2 separate regions of the Columba livia genome follow, and region 1 is linked to region 2. A link is a contact called in public Hi-C data. All regions are on one chromosome and are shown on one strand. The core of a region is the stretch at or near the end of the contact, and the rest is flanking DNA. Distances in the headings are between cores, read along the strand shown.

Region 1 (5,949 bases), core at 98-2,597, 58 kb after region 2:
CTCCCATCATCCTGTCACTGGGCACCACTGACAAAAGCCTGGCTCTCTCTTCTTGGCTCCTCCATCAGATATTGTGGGGAACTCGGCAGTGTTACGTTAATGTTGGACTCAATCATCTTGCAGGTCTTTTCCAAGCTAATGATTTATCCATGCGGACCAGATCCCTTTGAGCTTTTTCTGCTCCAGGCTGGACAGTCCCAGCTGTCTCAGCTTCTCCTCAAAGGACAGATGATCCAGTCCCTTAATTGCCTTTGTTGCACTTCACTTTACATCTCTTGTACTGGGGAGCACATCACTGGACTCTCAGGCTAAAGCTTCTTCAAAGTAATAAAGCCACTCACTTCATGACTACTGACCTTTGTCAGTCTACCAGGATGCTGGGGATGTACTCAGGGTTTTCACTGTCACCTCCTGTCACAGTTACACTACTTTGCATCATCCCTTCGCTCATTGGAGCCAAAGCTGCAAAACTGTCTTTGACTATAAGCTCTCTTTCTAGCCATGCCACTGGATTTTTTGGGATGGCAATAGGCAAATCCATTACCAGTAACCTATCTGTGCTTGTTTCTTCAACTACAAAATGTGGCAATACTGAATTTAATTGTAAACCTTAATCTACTTGTGTCTGAGAGCCTCCACAGCTGTGTGCTATGCACTAGTGCCGCTAGTCACTACTTCTCAGATTTTTTTGAAGATTAATCCTTCCAGAATGTCTCTGAAATGGACTGCAGCATTCTTCAGGCTTATTTACAAAATGTGGAGCCCAAAACACAAACAGAAGGTGTTTTGTGCAGTACGGTCCTTGCTCTTGTAAATTCAAAATTGGCTGAGACCCAGTGGCAACTACATTCACTGTCCATAGTTGAAAACAGTCTCACTGGACAAAATACCAATAAGCAAGTGTGGTGCCTGGTCACCCATAACAGGATGGCTTTTTTGCTGCCTTAGAGAGGCAAATCTGCCTGTGTCGCTCTGCAGATCGAATCTGATGATAGCCACCAAAACTGCTGCATGAAATTAGCTGTAAAAATTCCCATTATTTTCCCTTTGATATGAGTCAGCGATTTTATATCACAAGACTGCATGCCACTTCTATTCTGTCTCTTTGGAGACAGTTTTTACCTCGTGATATGCCTTGATCTAAGAAACATGCTGCAATTGGCAGCCCTGGGCTAAAACACTAATAGAAGAGGAAGTAAAGTAACTATGCAGTCCTCTGCTTCAAAAACCCAACGTAAACTCTGAACCTGGCACTGGTGTTTATGAAAGCAGGGCAGAGCAGCTTGTCTGGTGTGCCACTTTCCCTTCATAAACTCTGCAAAGGTACAGTTGGAAAGGACGGAGGAGTTACTTGCAGGGAAAAGAAGTGTTAAAATCAATCAAGACAGATCAGGCACACTGGGGGATAACAGTGTAATTGGACGGATGTCCACCCTGTTGTTTTCAGGGCTTTTCTTCCCCACTATCAAATGGAGGGTGTTTTCTCACCTAGGTCCTGCAGCCCTTGGCCAGCAAGGTCAGGCAGGCCATGGGGATGAGTTGGTGTGTTGGTGCTGGCTTATTTTTCAAAGAAATCACTTCCCTGAGCTGATTCATTGTCCTCTCTGACAAATGGCTGAGCTGTCGATGCTTCAAAGGGCAGCATCGCATGGTTGGCCCTGAGAACATGCACTGCAGGGCAGAGAGAGGGTCCGTGCCCTTGGCAATACCCTGCTCCAGTACCAGGCCTTACACTGTGTGTACAGAAGCAGGTTGTAGAGCAACTGCAAAAGCAACTGCAAAAGCACTGAAATGCTTCCACAGCCATAGCGAGACAGTCAGTTTGCTGATGTTTCAAAATGCTTTTTTTCCACACCCTTCCACCCAGGTGTCCTCAGGAGACATCAACACCTGCCTGCCTTGAGCTGTGTGCCCAAGTCTCCTGAATACAGCCACATGTTGACAGGTCCAAGGGTATCCTGGAGATCTTCCTACCAAGAGATCCACCGGGGAATGTGCTTTCTCAGCTGCAAATTCAGTGGCTTGACAGAAGGAAAAACTTGTGCTTTGCCCATTTGCTGAGCTCTCCGTGAAAGTATCAGAAAAACTGCAGGAGACTGCAAAGACAGACTGATGACAGGAGTAAAACTTTCTTTCATTATCATTATCTGTGAAAGATGAAAGTGGCTAAGAAGACAATTTCATGTATTATCAAAGGTGTTCTAAAGGTCAAATCCTGTATTATTCAAGGCAACTTTTCACCCTTTCTCTAAAGCACAGTCTTCAATTGTAACAACTGTAAAGCCTCACTTGCAGCTGATGAGTTTTTGGTATGATCAGGTCTGATTACATATCTGGTCATTCAAGTGGTGTAGCAATGTGTCTGTCCTTGTTGATGCCAAGGGCTGGAATATCACAGGATTCACAGCAAGCAGCTAATGCAATGCCCAGGAGTAAAGAGCTCACTCTGAGGTGAAAATTAGGGTAGAATGAATTCAGGAGGCCCATTTCTGTTAAAATAATTTTTTGAAAAATACTTTGGAATACATATACTGGCACAATGTTTTTTTCAAGTAAGCAAAACAAATTAGAGCCTGGTCCTGTAGTAGGATACTTGAGCACAGTCACCCATTCCTAGGAGTAACCTCTGAAGTTTGAGGATTTTTTTATATGAATCTCAAGCCAAAATTAATAGCTTAGTTTTTTTAGGACTTCACAAAAGTTGTTGGCTGTCAGTGTTCTTATTTCTTTAGTGACACACACACACAAAATAAAACTCCAGAATACAGCATTAAAGACAACCTCTAATTAAGTTGGCTTCATACAACCTGCCAGAATAATCCACGTAACCTGTAGCATGCTCTTTTTCTTCAAGGGCTTCTTGGATATTCACATGTACGTGCAGTAAGATTGTGTGGACTTTTGTCATATGTTTAGCTCAGAGAACATGTGTTGCTTTGGTGGCTATGTAGTATGCTGTTTGACCTGTTTCTAACAAAGGGAAAAAAAAAACAAAACAAACCAAAACAACAAGGTGCTGACTACACTGGGTGTTTGCAGTGGGAAGTGTTTAAAAGACACTGAGGAACTCCTATGTCAGGCATTCCTAGATGGTTTCTGGAAGAGTACAGAGGCAGCTTCAGTTACTTAGAAGCGTTTCTTTACAGGCCTGAACATGCCTATTGCTCAGCAGTCCCTGAAGTTTTGATGTGGGAAGGACCGATGAGGGCCAGTTAAGTAAAAGAACTGAAAATAACAATCATTTTCCTATGAGGATGAAGGGCAGTGTTGCTTCCTTGAAGGTCTCCATCCATTTCCACATAGATCTCAGGAGGATCACACAAAGATAGGATCATTCACCTTCAAAATTGCCAATATTCTTTTGCAATAAAAGTGGAGAAGGGTATTGGAGGTGGGGAGGGCAGAGTGGGAGATGCCTCCTCTGTAAACATGAGGTTGGTGGAGCTGCTGGACCACAGCAAAGGTCCATTTTGCCCAGTATCCTCTTCGCAACAACCAACACCCAGGAAAGAAGCTGGGAAACCTGCAAACATGTCATGACACTTTCCAGAAATAGCTTGAGAACTTCAACCCACGTGTTGTTCTTCCAGAGCCAAGGTTTATGTCTTTCCCACAGACAATGTGAGACATCAGGTAAAATATATTCCAAGCTCTACCAAGCAGATAAATGAAAAATGAAACAAAAATTTCTGTTGTGTCCATTTTGTGGAAGCTGGTTTTCTACTTAAGAAATCCAGAGTGATCAAAAATAGTATTTCAAACCTGAGTAAAGATGTGATCACATACACTTCAGAAATATTTTGCTATTGTGTCACATGTCAGTGGTGGAAACCAAAAACTATGTTCCCAGAGCAAGTTTTTGCCTGTGATTTCATGGCAAAGTGGAGAAACATGCAGCACAGGTCCTCACTCAAGCCAGCTCAACTCCAAATGCACTTCCATCCTTCCCAAAATGCCCCTCACTCTCTTGGCCATACCAGGAGACCAAGCTAAAATAAAAGGAACCCTTATCAGCTCATGAGCTTTGTAGATACAAGTTATTCAGTTCGTACCAGTCGCCATTAGTTACAGCATTTGCTAAGACGTCCTGACTTGTCACAGGACCAAGTGGGCATTAAAAATGACTTGCATTCATGTGTACACCCCTCCCCACACACAATATTTATATTTCCTGTCGGTGCTGTGAATTTCAATTCTTTTTTCTCTTCTCGATGCCTAAAGAGGAATAATTTAGTACCTATAAAAATTTCCCTTACAAAACCAGAGAAGTACTGCTTTCTGTAGTCTATCAATGTTACCAAGACAAAAGCTCTCTCTGGTGGTAGATTTCAGTAATTGCATTTTTCTTTTCCTGCTCTTTGAAACATAACGAGCAGCCAAGTGCTGTCACTCCGTTATCTGGCTAACCCCAAGTAGTGACAGTACTGTGGGAGACAAAACGTGGGCTATTGTCCTGTTGAACAGAGCTGTATGATACGGCATATCATATGCCATATGGCATATGATAGCATACAGATGGTGAACTGGAAACTAAATGTAAAGCTGTGATGTCCAAAAACACCTGTGTATTGACATTTATGACTGCTTTGTATGTATCATTAAGCCCCAAAACATTCAGGAGGTCAGGAAACAGAAACTACCCTGAGTTTTGTTGATTTCCTTACTCTTACAGGTACAATTTCTTACCACAGCAAAATATAAGCTGGTTGCATTTTCAGCCACAGGAAGAAGCTTGGAGCAGAAAGCATGCTCAGTTTCAAATCCAATTTCTACACATATCACTGACTGCTGAGCAGCTATCCCTCTAAATTAGTTCGCCATTTCCAAGGTGGAAACATAACTACAAGTAAGGTAATGCCCTAGGAAAGAAGAGGGACGGAGATAACCACAGCTTGCATCATTTGCTGTGATTTCTCTGAGTTCAGTTTGCATCAGCAGAAGATTTATGTTTAATTAGGATAGTGTTAGTGAAGCTAGTAATAAAGTGTAAGACAATATGTCTTCCTATCCTTTTGCATAATATCATTATGCATCTTCCTTTGGGGAATATGTTCTACAGAAAAAAAAAAACTCGTCTACAAGATTAAAAACAGATGATACCAAGAAATCCTTTTGTTTTGAAGTCAAAAGCTAAGCCAAATACTGTGTTGTTTCTTTGCATGTATATAATATTTACCTGTCTGTGTCAACTACAGCCCAGTTATCTCTGAACACTGCAAAATATCATCTGTCACACAAATAGGTATGCTACAGCTGCCTCTTCCTTAGGTATTTATCTGTATTCACTACATGTTTGTCATTTGTCATTTCTTGTGAATGATGGATTTCACAGAATTGTCTTCTCATTTCACCAACCTATTTGTACCATTTGGTGCATGTATCTAAGGAAGATGCGAGAGGCTGGAGGGCAGTACAATTGGGTAATGCTCAGAAATTAATCTAATTGCTAGTAGGTTGCCATATATACACCAGTGTCTTTTGTACAGATGTATGTGCATATATACACACATATACTTATGTATATATAGATTTGACATTTTGCTTTTTGTACAGTGAACTAACACATGATTGAGAAAGTCACACACAGAACTTCAGATATATTATTTCAGTAAAACTGTTCATATGTACAAATCAAACATTTGCTTAGGTATGTGGGTATACTGGTACCCAGGCAGCTTGGAATGATTTGCAGGGACAGGAAGATTTTATAAGCATATCTATTTACTACGATAACAAATGATTGCATGTGCAATCGCAGGTACATTTAGCACCTTGTCATGTCTTCAACGAATTTTAAGAGAAGCAAATATATTTTTTAAGAATCTGGTTCCATCTATTTCTCTGTCATGTACTCATCTACAAGTTTCCAACCTGCCACAAGAAGGAAACTAATTAAGTATTATTTGTTATTCTTTTAAGGTTTGTCATTAATGTTTAGTAACAATGTAT
Region 2 (5,614 bases), core at 927-3,426:
ACAGGACAATACAGTGGCTGTATGCTTTGTTTTCATTTAAGTAACGCCAGTCCCTCACTCTGCCTCATTGCACATCTGCCTTTGATGGCAAAACATGTTCTTGTCCTTGTAGCATTCAGGATCAATTTTGTTAAATAACCCAACAATAGGATTTGGCTTCAGAAACTTGTCAAAAAAGCTGTGGTATGCAGTGCCATTATCACAGTTTCCCTTGCTCTTTATACTGAATTGACATACAGGCACTGAAGTGACACAATTTATTTCTGAGGAACATGAACATTGCTTGTAATTAATTTTGTAGATGCCAACACATAAATTTAACTCTGGCAATCATTATCGGACATTTTACGTCCGAACATATACCTTATTCACCTATGGGTTCAGTCACCTTGTATTAATAGATTTCTTCTTTCTAGTATCCTATACCCAAGCAAATATGTAACATGACCATTAAGAAGTTTGCCTGTGCACTGGAAGAAAAGCAGCATAGACATGTTAAACTGTTTTCTTCTCTGATGGTAATGATTTAGCCTGGATCCCCCAATTGCTGCCAAGCAATGAGAGAGCACATATTTGTTACACTTGGATTGATATTTTTCAGTTTCGACAGCAGCATTTGAAGCTGCATTGTCAGTGGAAAATACAAAAAGCTTAACTTGAAAAAGTACTGAGCCCTTTTAATGAGCCCTCAAGGATGTCAAACTTTGTTTGTACAGCTCTCAAGTGCACACTCTGACATATCTAAAAGCTGTACTTTTGTCAAAATAGCCAACCAAAGTCCCATGGGCCTTTCATACCATGGTGTCAGACCTTAGCTCCAAGTGTGCAGAAGCTGCCATAACACATCAAACACGGGGTCTGTCTGGTCCAGCAGCCTGTTCCCCCACACTGCCTGGCACTGGAAGCTTCAGAAGTGTCTCTGTAGTGGACAGTTATCAGTAACTTCTCCAGCAAGGGCTTCTTCTGACCTTCAGGCATTTAGAGACTATTTGTGTATGAGTGACTATTTGTGTAGGAGTCTGTATGTCCCACATACAGAAGGAGTTTGAGGTTTGCTTCTTCTTTTAATCTCCTTTGATGTAACTTGTGGATCTCTTACTTGTTCTTATAAAAAAAATCTTCTGTTTTGTTCTCTTGCTTTTAATTAAGTTGTGTAAGCACCTGAACATCATTGTATCTTATGGGAAAGAGTTCCACAAAGCAACTCTATATGTGTATGTCTGTGTGTGAGTATTCAGGTTGTTAGTTTTAAACTATAATGTTTTGTTTTAGGGGAGGGGAAGTATCTATATCTTTTATATATCCTATGTGCCATCCTTTATTATATAGTATGCCTTTGTTCACCCTTTTCTGTTTGCTGTATAGTGTAAAGCTCAGATGAGTCTTGATCAAGCCTGCTGCATTTCTCAATATTGTTTTATTTTTAATATTTTATTTGCTGCTTTTGTTTGGGTACTGACACGAGTAGAAGTCAGCAGACTACTTGGGATGACTTAAGCAGAAATCATGAAGCCTATTGGTCTATGCACAGAGCTAACTTACAGAGGGGGATAAATTTCATCATTTAGCTGATCTGAAAGAAGAAAAGGAACAGCCTAATCTATCTTCACTGATGCTTTTATTCTTGCTCCTTAAACTGATGGTCATTCTTTCTTACTCTCCAATCTTCATTCTTTCTGCTTTAGAGGTAGATTCTCAGCCCTGTTAAAACCAAGGAAATTTTGCATTTCAGCAGAGCCATGATTTCACACTTGGGGTGTGAAGACACAGAAGAAAGTGGAACATCAACTGTGGTTCAAGAGATTATGCAAATAGGTATATTGGTACCTAAGTGAAATAAATAGGTATATTGGTACCTAAGTGAAATATTACTTACAAATAAAATTTACATTCTCCACTCAATAGCCTTTGAAGCATCAGGATACCTAGTTTCAAGATGCCTAAACCATACCTGTGCCTGCAGCTGCCTAAGTTTTGACAGCACTATGCAAACAGACACCTCTCCTGATGTTGTTAAAAACAGGAGCAGTTTCTCTTTTAGTGAATTTTCCTCTCAGCTAAGTTCTTTCAAGTAACTGCACTTTTCTGAAGTTGGCTACATGTTTTTGTGAACAGAAGCAATGGTATGCAAGGTCACTGGTAAGAATGTACATCCCATCCCGTAAGTGAGAGGGGCGTATTTGCAAGGAGGGGCGAACTGTACATGTGACTAAAATTGACCGATTGAGTATTTCAACCCATCCACGTCATACACCTTATAAAATTGGGAAGTCAAGAGGGTCTCACTCTCTTTGACCAGCATCTGAAGAGGACCCTGCCTGTCGTCCCTGCGAATCGAGTTCTGGTTCCAGTGAATCCTGAATCCAGTTCCGGCTCGCTGCAAAGTCCAGACCAGGACTTCCGTGTGCCTGCCCTGCAGCTGCTGGAGAAGTGCAGAGCCGGGAAACTCTAAATAGGTTTTGTATATTTTGTATTATTTTATTTTTTTTATTAGTAGCATTAGTAAAGCATTTTCTTAACTTTTTCCCAACTGGCAAGTCTCTCTCTCTCTCTCTTCTCCTCCTATCGCCTTTTCCTTGGTGGGAGGTCTGGGGTGGGGGAGGTGGGGCGGGGAGGAGGGGGAAAGGGGTTGACAGAGAGGTCTGCCAGGGTTTATTGTCACCCTGCAATTAACCGTTGACAGCATCCCAGACTAATTATGAGCCAGTGAGTTGACTTTTCACTCCTTCCCTCAGCTGTACAGCTAAATGCAAAGTAACGATTACACAGCATACCTACGACATCAATTTCAGGCACTGTTTCAATTACAGTTTATATAGTTTATATAAAACTGGTATCACGTAAGATGTTGAAGGACAGAAACCCAGGTCTTTTCTTACATACAGGGAAGTGTTCTGATCCCAAACTGTCCTCTTCTATTGGGACAAATTAATTTGTTATAATTTCTTGCAAATTGAAGCCTTTTCAAGGAGAGGCAGTAAGGGTCCTCCCTTCTGAATTGGTCTGATTGTTAGACTGTTTGCAAGAGGTGAGACATGCAGATTTACAACCTCTCAGGCACAGGAAGAAAATTATCCTAGTTTTTTGTTATCTCAGTGAGAATTTTAAATACTGTGCTACTAGATAAAAGAAAGTTACTGTATCTGTCTCCTTATATGCATGTTATATAATAGTCTTCTCATAAAGGAGAGACTCTGAGAGTCCTTGAAGAGGAAGAATCAGACTTGTAAAATACAGAATAAGTTGTTTAAGAGCAAACCCAATTATTTATCAGTGTGTCCTGTGGCTGTTTCCTGCTCTGCACACATCAGTATCATCTTGAGTATCTAATTCTTCTCACGCATCACAGAGGAAGCCTAGACTATCAGGTCAGTACTGTGATTTTTCTGGGAGAGACCAGGTGTCCTCAAGGTTACATGTTGCACTACAAAGTGTTGTATACCCAGACGACCTTTTATGTTTCTAGCTTTAAACTTGCTTGAAGTAGTAGTAATAACAATAATAACAATAATGACAACAATAACACAAAGAAGTCAGGTTTTATTAGATGGATTCATATGTCTAGAAAAGGAAAGGCCAAAATCCCAGACTCACGAGCTCTCCCAGCACAGACAGGTCTCTCTCAGCACCTAGGTTTGCCACAGCTCTTGGTCATTCCTGGATGCTGTAACATATCCCCTCTTACAAGATCTAATATTGGAGAGAAAACACTTTACTTAAGCTCTTATGTATACAATAGTTAATACTTTTTACAGGTCTTGCATTTATCTCCAGACTGATTACCATTAGCTGCAGTATATCACTGGGTGGTAACTCACAGTGCAGAAATCATGTGCCTCGATGGCTGAAATGTCATTTAGTTACATAAACAGCAAATGAACAATGTTCAACCATAAAATCATTAATGCTACAAATGTACTATACAGTAGAACAGAATTCTGTGATTGGTTTGGATCACACTCTGTTTGCATTTGTATCTTTTTAGCAATGGTGAAATCCTTGCATCAGAACAAGTGAAAACAAATTCACTTATCTTCTTCTAGATGATTAGTAATAAACAAACTAATGAAGTCCATGTATGCATCGTTGCGCTTTCATGAATTGAATGCCTATGAAGGAACATTTGCATTCAAGACAAGATCTTTGCTTGAATGAAAAATTATCCCCACTGGAATCAAATGAGGCTATTTGATATAAGTATAGAAATCAATTTAATATCTCTCTCTGCTGAGGGACTCTGGGCCTAGGCCTGCTACTGTTGAACTCATTGGGTAGATAGGGCTCATTATCCTGTCCTTGTATGAGATCATGGACTACATCTACAGTCTTGCAGAAGGCTTCTCATGTGCACTAAGACCTAAACGATCTGATAAGTGAATTTCATTTCTGCAAAGGCATAATATTACAAACACTTTCAATGCTATTTCCAGGGCTGGAGCAAAATCCTGCCCTTAGACTTTTGGGCTATGGGATCATGCTGCGGTTGTGTAAAGAGAGTTTATCCTCAATAAGAACTTTTTCTCTTCCCACTGTTTCAGTGGGAGGAAATTGCAATTAATCTGCTTCAATTTCAAAAGAGAAAAAAGTAATTACAAAAATTACAGTAATTGGGGCATTCAGCTGCACTTCAAAGGATATTCTTTTCTTTAGCATTTTTACCAAAATGTAGTTTCAGATTTCCTAATGAAATGCTCCCCCATCATTAAAAAATGAATCTTCAAAAATTATTATGGCATGAGTATGAAGTCACTGAAATCAAAGGATAGAAGTCAAAGACCCTGTTATATCTTATGGTCCTTGATCTTAAAAAAAAAAAAAAAAAAAAACCAAAAAACCAACAGGGGATTACATAAAATTCAATCCATTTAGTTGACTTTTTCAAATGAAAGTATCATTGAGTTTCCTGCAAACGCAGGGCCTGAACTGAAATTTCATTGAAATTACAGGAATTTTTTTCTTTAAGTTAGATGACTTAATGTAATGTAATGTCCAAAACTGTCATGAGAATAGTGCTTCATGAGCAATAAAACTATTAAGCCAGAATTCCTGCTGAAATATGTCCTTTTCCTTTAAATAATCTCTTCTTAGTATTGTAATAACCCAAATGCTTCCCCATTTCTCTCCAGTCCACTGGGTAGAGGATAATGTGTGCTGTGGCATTGCACTGATTGCTGCTAAAGAAAACAAGTAACAGTGTTCTATTCATTTTCCTTACTGGGAGACTTAAGGTCTCTCTTGTGTTTGAGCCCTGGTTTTCACCAAGCTAGTAGGGGCATGGTATATTTGAGACTTCGAGACTTTTCTCCAATTTTGGCTCAGCTACTAGGTTCAGAAGTTACTTGATGATGATGTAATACAGTATGTAATAATGTAGTACATACATTTTTAATATTGACTCCTTTTTTTTCAATGGTGTTGTGCTACCCTGTCACTGCATCTGACTACCAAGGTCAGTGGCTTCAGTCTGAATGGAGGGGCACAGTGAGTCATCAGCATCCTGACTCTTTCATCAGGAGTTTGGTGTTGATGGTGTCTTCATACTCCCCACAGAATCTGCTTAGACTAATTTTTATATGTTTTCTAACACTCTTGCAAAACTTGCTTTTTCTTCACT

The links. A called contact is a pair of places that touch in the nucleus more often than the background predicts.
Region 1: a Hi-C map of crop shows a contact between it and region 2, with 9 times the contacts expected there. The contact joins the enhancer-like site here to the promoter of C1H21orf91 in region 2. A contact is called at or near these places in 2 of 2 Hi-C or Micro-C datasets (crop and liver).

The regions. Positions count from the first base shown.
Region 1 is chr1:77,893,169-77,899,117 of bColLiv1.pat.W.v2, forward strand. No RefSeq gene overlaps it. Among named protein-coding and RNA genes, the nearest start is that of CXADR, 51 kb to the right of the region's middle. Within about 2 kb of position 1,348, at least 1 of the 3 cell types and tissues checked has an H3K27ac peak away from gene starts, as active enhancers do.
Region 2 is chr1:77,834,627-77,840,240 of bColLiv1.pat.W.v2, forward strand. C1H21orf91 (chromosome 1 C21orf91 homolog) reads left to right here and starts at 2,177. Exons shown (of 5, transcript XM_021299562.2): 1 at 2,177-2,456.